Regions from separate parts of the Mus musculus genome. Here region 1 is linked to region 2. The links are chromatin contacts, called in public Hi-C maps. All regions are on one chromosome and are shown on one strand. Each heading gives the region's core, a stretch centred on a gene start, on an enhancer-like site or on the middle of the called end of the contact. The rest is flanking DNA. Distances are from core to core; before and after follow the strand shown.

The links. Hi-C and Micro-C count contacts between places; a contact is called where the count stands out from the background.
Region 1: a Hi-C map of cranial neural crest shows a contact between it and region 2, with 1.6 times the contacts expected there. The contact joins two enhancer-like sites. A contact is called at or near these places in 1 of 15 datasets of contacts at CTCF or cohesin (the NIH/3T3 cell line), 1 of 484 Hi-C or Micro-C datasets (cranial neural crest), 3 of 115 datasets of contacts at active chromatin or transcription factors (the NIH/3T3 cell line, embryonic fibroblasts and fibro-adipogenic progenitors) and 1 of 9 other capture datasets (embryonic tail).

The regions. Positions count from the first base shown.
Region 1 is chr1:163,841,847-163,846,486 of GRCm38.p6, forward strand. All of the region lies in intron 10 of Kifap3 (kinesin-associated protein 3), which reads left to right. Among named protein-coding and RNA genes, the nearest start is that of Kifap3, 65 kb to the left of the region's middle. Within about 2 kb of position 1,470, at least 5 of the 459 cell types and tissues checked have an H3K27ac peak or open chromatin away from gene starts, as enhancers often do.
Region 2 is chr1:163,372,826-163,377,220 of GRCm38.p6, forward strand. No RefSeq gene overlaps it. Among named protein-coding and RNA genes, the nearest start is that of Gm24940, 27 kb to the right of the region's middle. Within about 2 kb of position 1,851, at least 19 of the 459 cell types and tissues checked have an H3K27ac peak or open chromatin away from gene starts, as enhancers often do.

The sequences.
Region 1 (4,640 bases), core at 220-2,719, 470 kb after region 2:
AGGACACGGGTAGGGAGGTCTGCTCCATGTTCACACATCCTGTCATCCTGTTTAGAAAGTAAGGAAATAAACTAGGACCTATCCAAAAACATTTAGACTAGCTGATGTGAGAAGTATTATATATTGATTCTGTAATTAAAAAGTCCTACAAATGTTCATTGTGATAAAGATGAAGAAAGGAGAGAGATGGTGGTGGTAGCACAGTGACATGTGGTAGCACCACACCCATCTGCGTCATCTATTTTACCTTCCTTAGCATCACAGTAGTACCTCAATCTTACCCATATATTTCACTAAATTCACTTCCGTTAATGTATTGTGTAAGGACAGGAGTCATAGTCCAAGTGTGGCCCACTGAACAGTGCTTGGTTTAACCTGTTACTAGTAGTATTTAATGAATAAGCTCAGAAATTGAAAGTACATATGCAGAAGTTTCCCCCAAAGAAATATGGTGTCCTGAATGTATAAACTATTTTACATTTATTTGTGTGCCCTTTTAAAAAAATTTTATTTTTATTATTCTTTACTAAAGCGTTGGTCCTTAACACTTTGGGAGGGAAATAAAAGCACAGTCTGCCCCCTGTAGGTAGTTTAAGAGCACTACTCAAATCTATAAAACAAGCCGGTTATTCCAGACTTGGCCAAATAAAAGTATGCAAAAGGCTCAGTGGTTAAGAGCACATACTGCTCTTGCAGAGAACCCAAGTTCCATTCCTAATACCTGTATCAGGTGGCTGACATATCCTGTAACACCAGCTCCAGGAACTCTGATGCCTCTGTCTCAAGGCACCTGCACTCTTGTGCATACAGCCCCACAGACACAGATACACATATTAAAAATGAATACTGAAAATAAATATATAAACGTTAAATAAGTAATTAATGTCCTAGGATAACTATTTAATCCATTTACAAGCAAAAATTAGAATGTTTCTTAAAATTTAAAAATCGGATTTATATTTTACATAATTTGAGATTAGCCTGTATTAAGCATTTTAATATACAATTTATGAACCTATATGTAAATTAACTTTAAAAATTAACTCATTCATTTCTCCTGTAACCTTCAGAGTCACACTCTCTGATTCAGGTGTGGCTCTCAATACTATTTGCATGAAGCTTTTCGTATTTAACTTTACATATATTTGTATTTTTTTCTTTTTCTTACTTGTTTTCTTCTTTTTAAAGATGTGGTCTTGCTTTCTGCATAGGCTAACCTAGCCTCAGACCTCTAAGTATTAGATCACAGGATATGCCATTGCACCCAGGAAAAATTACTGTTTGGCCTCTCTCTCTTTTCTTCTCCATAATTTAAATCTTGAATCAAACTTCTATCAGCAGAAACCTTCGTTTTGCAGTTTAAAGTGTATAGCCAGGTCATAATTTCTTTGGTTGGTCTGTGCATGCACTAACGTTATTGGGCTCTCTAGGTTCCAAAGCGTGCATTGAACCAGTTGCACGCTCTCAGTGAGAGTGCTGTGCTGTTAGGGCAGTCTTTGTGGCAGGCTGGTACTCCCAGGGGTTCCTAACCCGTAGGGCTTCATCCAGCTCAGGAGTTTGGGTTTTCTGGTTTAGACAAAGCTGACTGCACTTATTGTTGGCGACCACCAGAAGGTATTGTTGGACTGTAAATTGTGACTATACACACATATATATATGGTTATTTCTTATGACCATTCTTTAAAAAGCTGACAAAATTATTTTCTAACCATCTTTGAAGTTCTCCCACCAGGTTAAATTTATACAAGGTGTGTGTGTGTGTGTGTGTGTGTGTGTGTGTGTGTGTCTATAATTTTCAGTTTACCAACAACATCATAAATGAATGAATAAAATGTATCTCTTTTGTAAAAGAGAAAAAGTGCTTTGGAAGTGGGCTTTTTAGATTCGCTTATTAAAAACTGGAAATGGTCAGATTATTGTTTTCCCATCCAGTTATCTGAAATTAGTTTGCTCTTATGGTAGTTTCCTTTAAGAAAATAAGTTCATTCTTTTAGAGTAAGTTGGTTTTGCCTGGTTATTACCAAACTGTTAGGAAATTTCACACATCTGCTTCAAAAGGCAACTTCCCATAGACTGCATTGTTCAAACTGAATAGCCTCATTTATCCTGTGAATAAACCTACATTTTCTTACCTGATCAAGTGAGCAAACAATAGGGTCAGATGTGGCAAACACTTTAACAGAAAGCACATGTCTCAGTCAGGCTGAGGTACAACCATATCAAGATGCTTGAAGTTATTAATGGCAGTAAAATTTATGCTTCCTCCTGTTTTCCCAATTAAATCAAGGAGCCTTTTTTTTTCCTAAGATTCTTGTACCACCAGCTGGTTCCAATACTGTGTGTGTGAATGTTGCCTGGGCTGTCTCCATGCTCCATGGTGAAATTTGGCACATTAAGTGGCTGGTTTCCACTCTGAGCTAGAAAGTGGTTCTTTTAAAGGGATTTATTTTGGTCTTTATCATTTGTATCTGAAGTGAGCCAGATAATGACAAACAAGTTGCAACAGTATTCTCTGGACATAATAAAAAATTACAAACAAGGTAATAAACTAATTGAAGACAGGTTGAAAATATATTTAAAAGAATGAAACTTTGTCTGTTTTGAATATTAGATTACTTTTTGAATATTAGAGTCCTTGGAATAATTAGTATAAAATTAGCTTAAATTGATTTTTAGCATAATGGTAGATTTGCCAATTTTATTTCTCATTTTGATATGTTAAGCTTGGTTTGTGCTGACCATCGTAACCTATAGGTGCTTTCCGTTTTCCCACTTAACTCTTGCTTTTCAGTTGTTGTATTGATCATTTCAGTTCCTCATCTAGGTGCTGCTGTCAGTAAGTCTATTACAAAACAAAGACCACCCACTAGAACTACAGTCTTGAAAATTGGACTGTCCAAATTCCACTGTAACCTACTTAAATAGTAATTCGTATATATTTGCTGTAATGAACTATGCATAAAATTATATGGAAGTATCTACTAAAGATGTTCTAGGACTGAAGATGTAGCTCGTTGGTAAAGTGCTTATCAAGCATGCCCGGGGCTCTAGTTTCAATCCCTACCACCAGATAAATAATTTTCAATAATAATCTTAAATTCATTTTAGTACATTTTGATATAGAAGATATTTGTATTCAATAATTGCTGCAGATAAATTTTGAGAGGTTGGTTTAACCTGTGGCATACTCTTCATACTATATTATTAATCGGCATTAAGAGCTCTAATTCTATATTAGACTTAGACATGATAGTTGTAGCGTGCTGTATTCTCAGAGCGAACTCGGGTGATGTATCACCTCGGTGCTGCACTGTTCTAGTAGAGGCGCGCTTGGAGTGTTCCACTTTAACTACGAGGACATGGGGTGTAGAAGGGAAGGAGAATCAGGCTAATAATGTGGCTCATCGTGTGGGCGTTCACTGTGATCTAGTGTTCAGCTGGGAAATGGAGCAAGAACAGAACTTTGACTTTATATTCTAATGTTCAAAATTCACATTTCTGTTTGAGTGATCTGTGATTGGAAAATCTCCAGAGTCTTATAAAATTAATGGCCGAGTGACGTTTCTCCTGATCACTTTAGAGATGAAAGAAATAAGAACATTTTAAAACTCAGAACTGATCAGCATGTGTTTTGCCTCTTGCTTGGAAAACCAAGTATAAGAGCAGCCCAGAAAACTGATTTTTCTTCCTGCTTTAGCTGCTCCAGCTGAACTATAGCTGTAAATTTCTTTTAAAAGAAAAGGAGGACAAGACTTCATATAAACTCTTGAATGTACTTTATATGTGCAATAATTCCCACAAAATCAGTTATCGGAGTTAATGACCAGTTTGTTAAGGTATTAACTGCCCTCAGCTGGGAATGGCCAATTTTGGGGAGAACGGCTGCACAAATGCTAAGATAATTCAGTAACACATTGGAATAATGACCCAGCTAGTTAACGGTGAAGTCCTGTGGAAATCCTATCAAAGTGCTTAGACCTCTGCATTTAATAGCCAGTGAGTTCATCATGATTCATGTTTATTGCCATAAATACCAAAGGAATCATAATGAGTGGGCTGTTTTTTTCAACCCTGCCCTTATTGCTTAAACAGATTTGACTAATTCACATCAGTTATTAAGACATACTTCTCAAAATAGTCCATCTGTCCACTGCTCTGCTCAAAATGCACAGACCTTACCAATGCCCACATACCAATGGCTGGCAGCCTGGTTTTTTCTTGGGATGCCATTAGGGAAAGTTACTATAAATAACTCTAAAAGGAGTGCTCATTTAAAAGCCCTGCCATGAAGAGTATATATAAAACTGTAGTGGTTTAGGTGGGATTTATGGCTCATGAGTCCTGATGAGAAAAATCATACCATCCACCCCATGATTCCTGTAGAAAATGACTGGAAGAACAAGAAGATGGCGGCCTTTAGAGTACAAGAATCTTCAAGACCCAAGGTGGTGTAGTATCTTAGTTCCTGTAGGGAAGATGCTAATACTGGACAAGTCTAGTCTAACCAAATATAAAGATACCTGCCTTCTTAGAAAACAAAATTGAAAACATTTTTCTTCCCATGCATATACCATAAAACCTGTGTAAACATGTTTTTGTGACAGATAGCCACAATTAAATGTCAAAATAAAAAACATGAT
Region 2 (4,395 bases), core at 601-3,100:
CATCTTGGAATGGTGACTTCAACTTTCTGAAACATGTTCTTCATTTAAAAAAAAAATGCCTAATCCTTTTTGGGAGCTGGTGTAAACAGTAAAAGACCATCCTGTTGCCAGATACAGCTTGGGAACACTTCGTGCATGTAAATCTGGCTCTTAAATGTGATCATTTAGGATGAACAGGCACTTGTGGAGAGTTCAGCTCAAGTCTGACAAACGGGAAGCTGCCATTTATTTAGTAAACCAAATGGGACCTTTGATGCATTATGTAAAATATGTACTACAAACCAAATCAATCCCCCAAGATCAGGCCGTCTCTGTTTCCTGATTACTGATGAGAGTCAGAGGGTCCACAGTTTCAATCAAAGAGCAAGACCCACATCCTGATGTTCCCAAGAAGGAAAGAGCTCAGAAGTCAGTAACCACTCAGGACTGTAAGCACAGTGTGTGGCAAACGGAAAAGTGAATGTGTGGTGGTGAACAGTAAGCAAAAACGTCAGAAAAGTTTCCCATCAAATGTTTACAAATGACAGAGAATGCTATTAAGTCAAGCTTCAGAAACAGGTAGAAGATGGGAAACAACCACCAGACAGTTTTCCCCCAAACACACTGGAGTGAGGAAAAACCCAGATCAATTCTCTCTGACCAGTTTACACAATTGGCAAAAGGGAATAATGCCTGTGGTAGCTTGGTTGGTGCTCTGTGTCTGATGTTCAGAGAAGAAATGAGAAGCTGAAACCATTTATCCAATAGAGTAATATGGAATGACAGAATCAGGAAGACACCAGTGTCAGCTAGGTATGGTGACTTATACCTATGAGTTCGAGGGTAGCTTGATCTATGCAGTGAATTATAGGCTAGCCAGAGCTATATAATGAAAGCCTGTCTCAAAATCTGAAGTAGAATAAACAAAAATATATACCAATATCAAAATCTGAAGCTTAATAAGAACTCAGTATGATTGGCAAGAGTCACTGTTTCTAGTATATACTGTCTCCTGAGTCTCAGGAATGGCTAAATCTATCTAGTTAAGCATCTATGATATAGACAAGAGTCATCTTGAAGGATGAGCTAGCAGAATACACTAAACCCAAGAGATTCACAGGCTGGAGTAAGAGAAAGCAACAGAAGAGACATGTTCATGCATGTAGCCCCTGTGTCTTCTTGCAGGTTGGTTGGGGCAGAGGGCTGGGGAGTCAGAAGCCAGGTGACAGCCCATTTGGATGCTTGGACTTTGTGCTGAAACCTGGGATAACTGCTCCCTGCTATTTGTTGCACAGCCTCCCGCCTCTGCCCTCCAGTTCTGTTACTGATGCACTTTTGAATAGCTTTGCAGTCGTCTGCATCCTCTGCCCTGAACCTGTGTCGTCCTAGGCTCCCCCATTCTCTTTCGAGATGATTACAAGATTTAAAAGAAAATCCTCATTGATTTCTGCTTCTCTGGTTAGGAAAATGCAAATAAGGGAAAACTAAGAATGCAGGGAGAAAAAAAATGAGGTCCATCAAGCCTGCCTGTAATCACAGGTACCTCATTAGGGCTGATTTATGTTTGGCTAAGTTAGACAATGTTTTTTACCAAAACAGCCCGCTCCTTAATTCTTAGAGCCATGTAGCCTTTCACCCTCAATCTGACTTGAACTACAAATGTGATTTAAACTCTGCAATGCGCACGTTGCCCAAGGCAAGGGTTTAACGTCAGAGTCAAGTTTGCAGTCTTTCACAAAATAGCCTTTCTCACCCTTGTCACTTCTCCAGTTACCAAATCTTTTCCAACCTGTCTGGACCTTCTGAGGCCCGTGCATAAATCAGGAGAGATGTGGGTGGAAATGGCTTCCTTTTCTTCAAAGCAATGTGTACCCACCTCAACAATGGAGTGCTAGCAGTCTGTAATGGTGCATGTGGTTTCCATTACGTCAAGGGGGAAAGCCTGTCCTCACTGCTTCAAATAGTCTGTGGTTTATAGTAACACAGCCTCTCCTCTGGATAAACCCATTCTTAGAAACCCCAAGGTCCTAGGTTAGAATCAAAGGCATCAGGGACTAGGGAGATGGTTCAGTGGCTGAAGTGCTTGCTATGAGAGCCTGAAGGCTTGAGTTTGGATCCCCAGCACCCCCAAGAAAAGGCAAGCCAAGCACAGTGTCACTTCCTCAACCCAGTGAGAGGCAGATAGATGGGCTTGGGAGACAGGAGATTCCTGGAGCTTGCTGGTCAGCCATTCGAGCTGAAGTGATGAGCTCTCCAGGTGCAGTGAGAGACCCTGCGCCTCCCAAATGAGGAGAGTAATCAAAGAAGACACTCAGTAATAAACTCGGGCATGTAGGATATGTAGGAGGGGCACGCACAAAGGCACACACAAGCATAAAGAACAGAGAGAACATTCACACACACATTCAACATACATGTCCTACATACATACATGAACATATACACACATGCACACATGTAAACACACACACACACACACACACACACACACACACACACACGGCAAGGAGAGAAAGAACTATTTCATGTCTCAGATCAAGTCTCTTACTTTGAAGAACAGAGAGAGAGACTGAAGACGCTGTGACTTGGATGTTTTGCATGGTCTCTGAAAGAGTGATGCTGCCCTGATATTTCTGACTTCAAATACCGCTATTCTTGAGGGATTTCAGACAGAGGCCGTTTGCAGCCTGAGCCAGAATGGTCATGGCAGGCCTGGTTACAGACACGAGACATGAAACCTCGGGGCACCAGGGCTGCATTTGCAGTTTTCCTTGCTTCTTCCTCCTTCCCCTTCCATCCTTCCCTGTTACTTCTCCATTTTCCTTCCTTCTCCTCCCATCGTTCTTCCCCTTCTCTCTCTTCCTTCCCCAGTCAGTGTTGTCCTTACTGTGGCTTCACCTTTGACGTCGAGTTTCATTGTGCATTCGAATGAGCAGGTGGAGCACTTAAAGCAATCACCCAGGGGCACTTCAGTTTGTTGTTTTCCCTGAGATTATGTTATACTCACTGTGAGCTTGCGTCCCTTGGTGAGGAGCAGCATTTGTAGACAACTGGAGCGACAAATAGATATGTTCCATGCCAAGGAGAGGCAAGTAACAGGGAAATGGAGAGGTAATAGCAAACCATGCACCAAAATTCCTTGCATAAGTGATGTGTGCATAAATTCTGTCTTCCAAATTTATAGGAGAGAGACAGAGACAGAGAGACAGAGACACAGTCAGACCAAGAGAGACAGAGACACACACAGAGGAAAAAAAATATTTCCTATGCATCAAATCATCAATTCATTCAATGAACATTTATTGAGTTGCTTTGATTCTAGGAACTCTTGTAGATATGACATAAAACAGTAAACACAAAGATACACCCTGACTGGTTTACTTTGTAGTTTCAGGGACCAGGCATTTTGGATATGTAACTTTGATGTTCTCAAGGACTCTTAAACTAGATATTATTTCCAGTTTACACACACAAGAAAAATAAAACCTCAATGATGTTAAAGTACTGTGGTTTAGTAGAAGAGCCTGGATTTTTAAACCAAGTCCATCTGATTCCAAAGCCTGTATGCTTTCCATTAGATAATATGGTGTTTAGAGTCTAATGAAATCCTTCCAGAGAGATAACATAGGAAGTGACGTCTAGGTTAAGTGTCAATTGAGCAATCTGACAAAGGGCTGAGAAGTTCCATGAAATTCCTGTGAGGGCACAGAGTCTGAAAGGCAGATGTAACTAGGACAGAAGAGAGAAGGGACACTGAGCCACCAAGCACATAGAGTGCAGGGATAGAGTGGTGGTCCCATTTAGGGACAGTGTGTAGAAATGGAGTAAATGAAAAGAAAGATTCTCATAGTAGATCATCTAGAGGCAGAAGCAAAAAGGAAGGTCTAGGACATAACAACAGCTCAGATCATTAGAGCATGAAAGGTTGGACTTAAACTCTTGACGATAAATAATCAGCTATTACTTTATGAAATCTTCCCCATTCAAAGTCACCTTGTTCTTTGAAATGGAGAATGGTTATGGACCTATTTTTAGATATCTTTGAGCGACACCAACTAATAAAAATGCTTGTAAATTTCTGGACAGAATGTCTAGCACATGATTAGACTCCCCATTCTGCTTATATGTTTTAATACAAGGGCAGAGTCTTCTTTGAGCAGGCGTGGTGGTGCTCCTATAACTGGATACATAAGTATTGAGCCAATAAAGCTGGTTGAAGAATGTGAGAAATTTATCTAGTACATGAAGTCATTGTTTCATATTTGTCTGAAGCTCCCAATGGACTCTGAATCCCAGATCTTTGCTCCCCTCTGCTTTCCACATTGCCTGTTCCCATGAGGAGACTCTTTTGATATCAGCATGGGGTATATGGAATTCTTTCGAGTGGGGGAGGTGGAAGGTGTACTTTCTGTTATA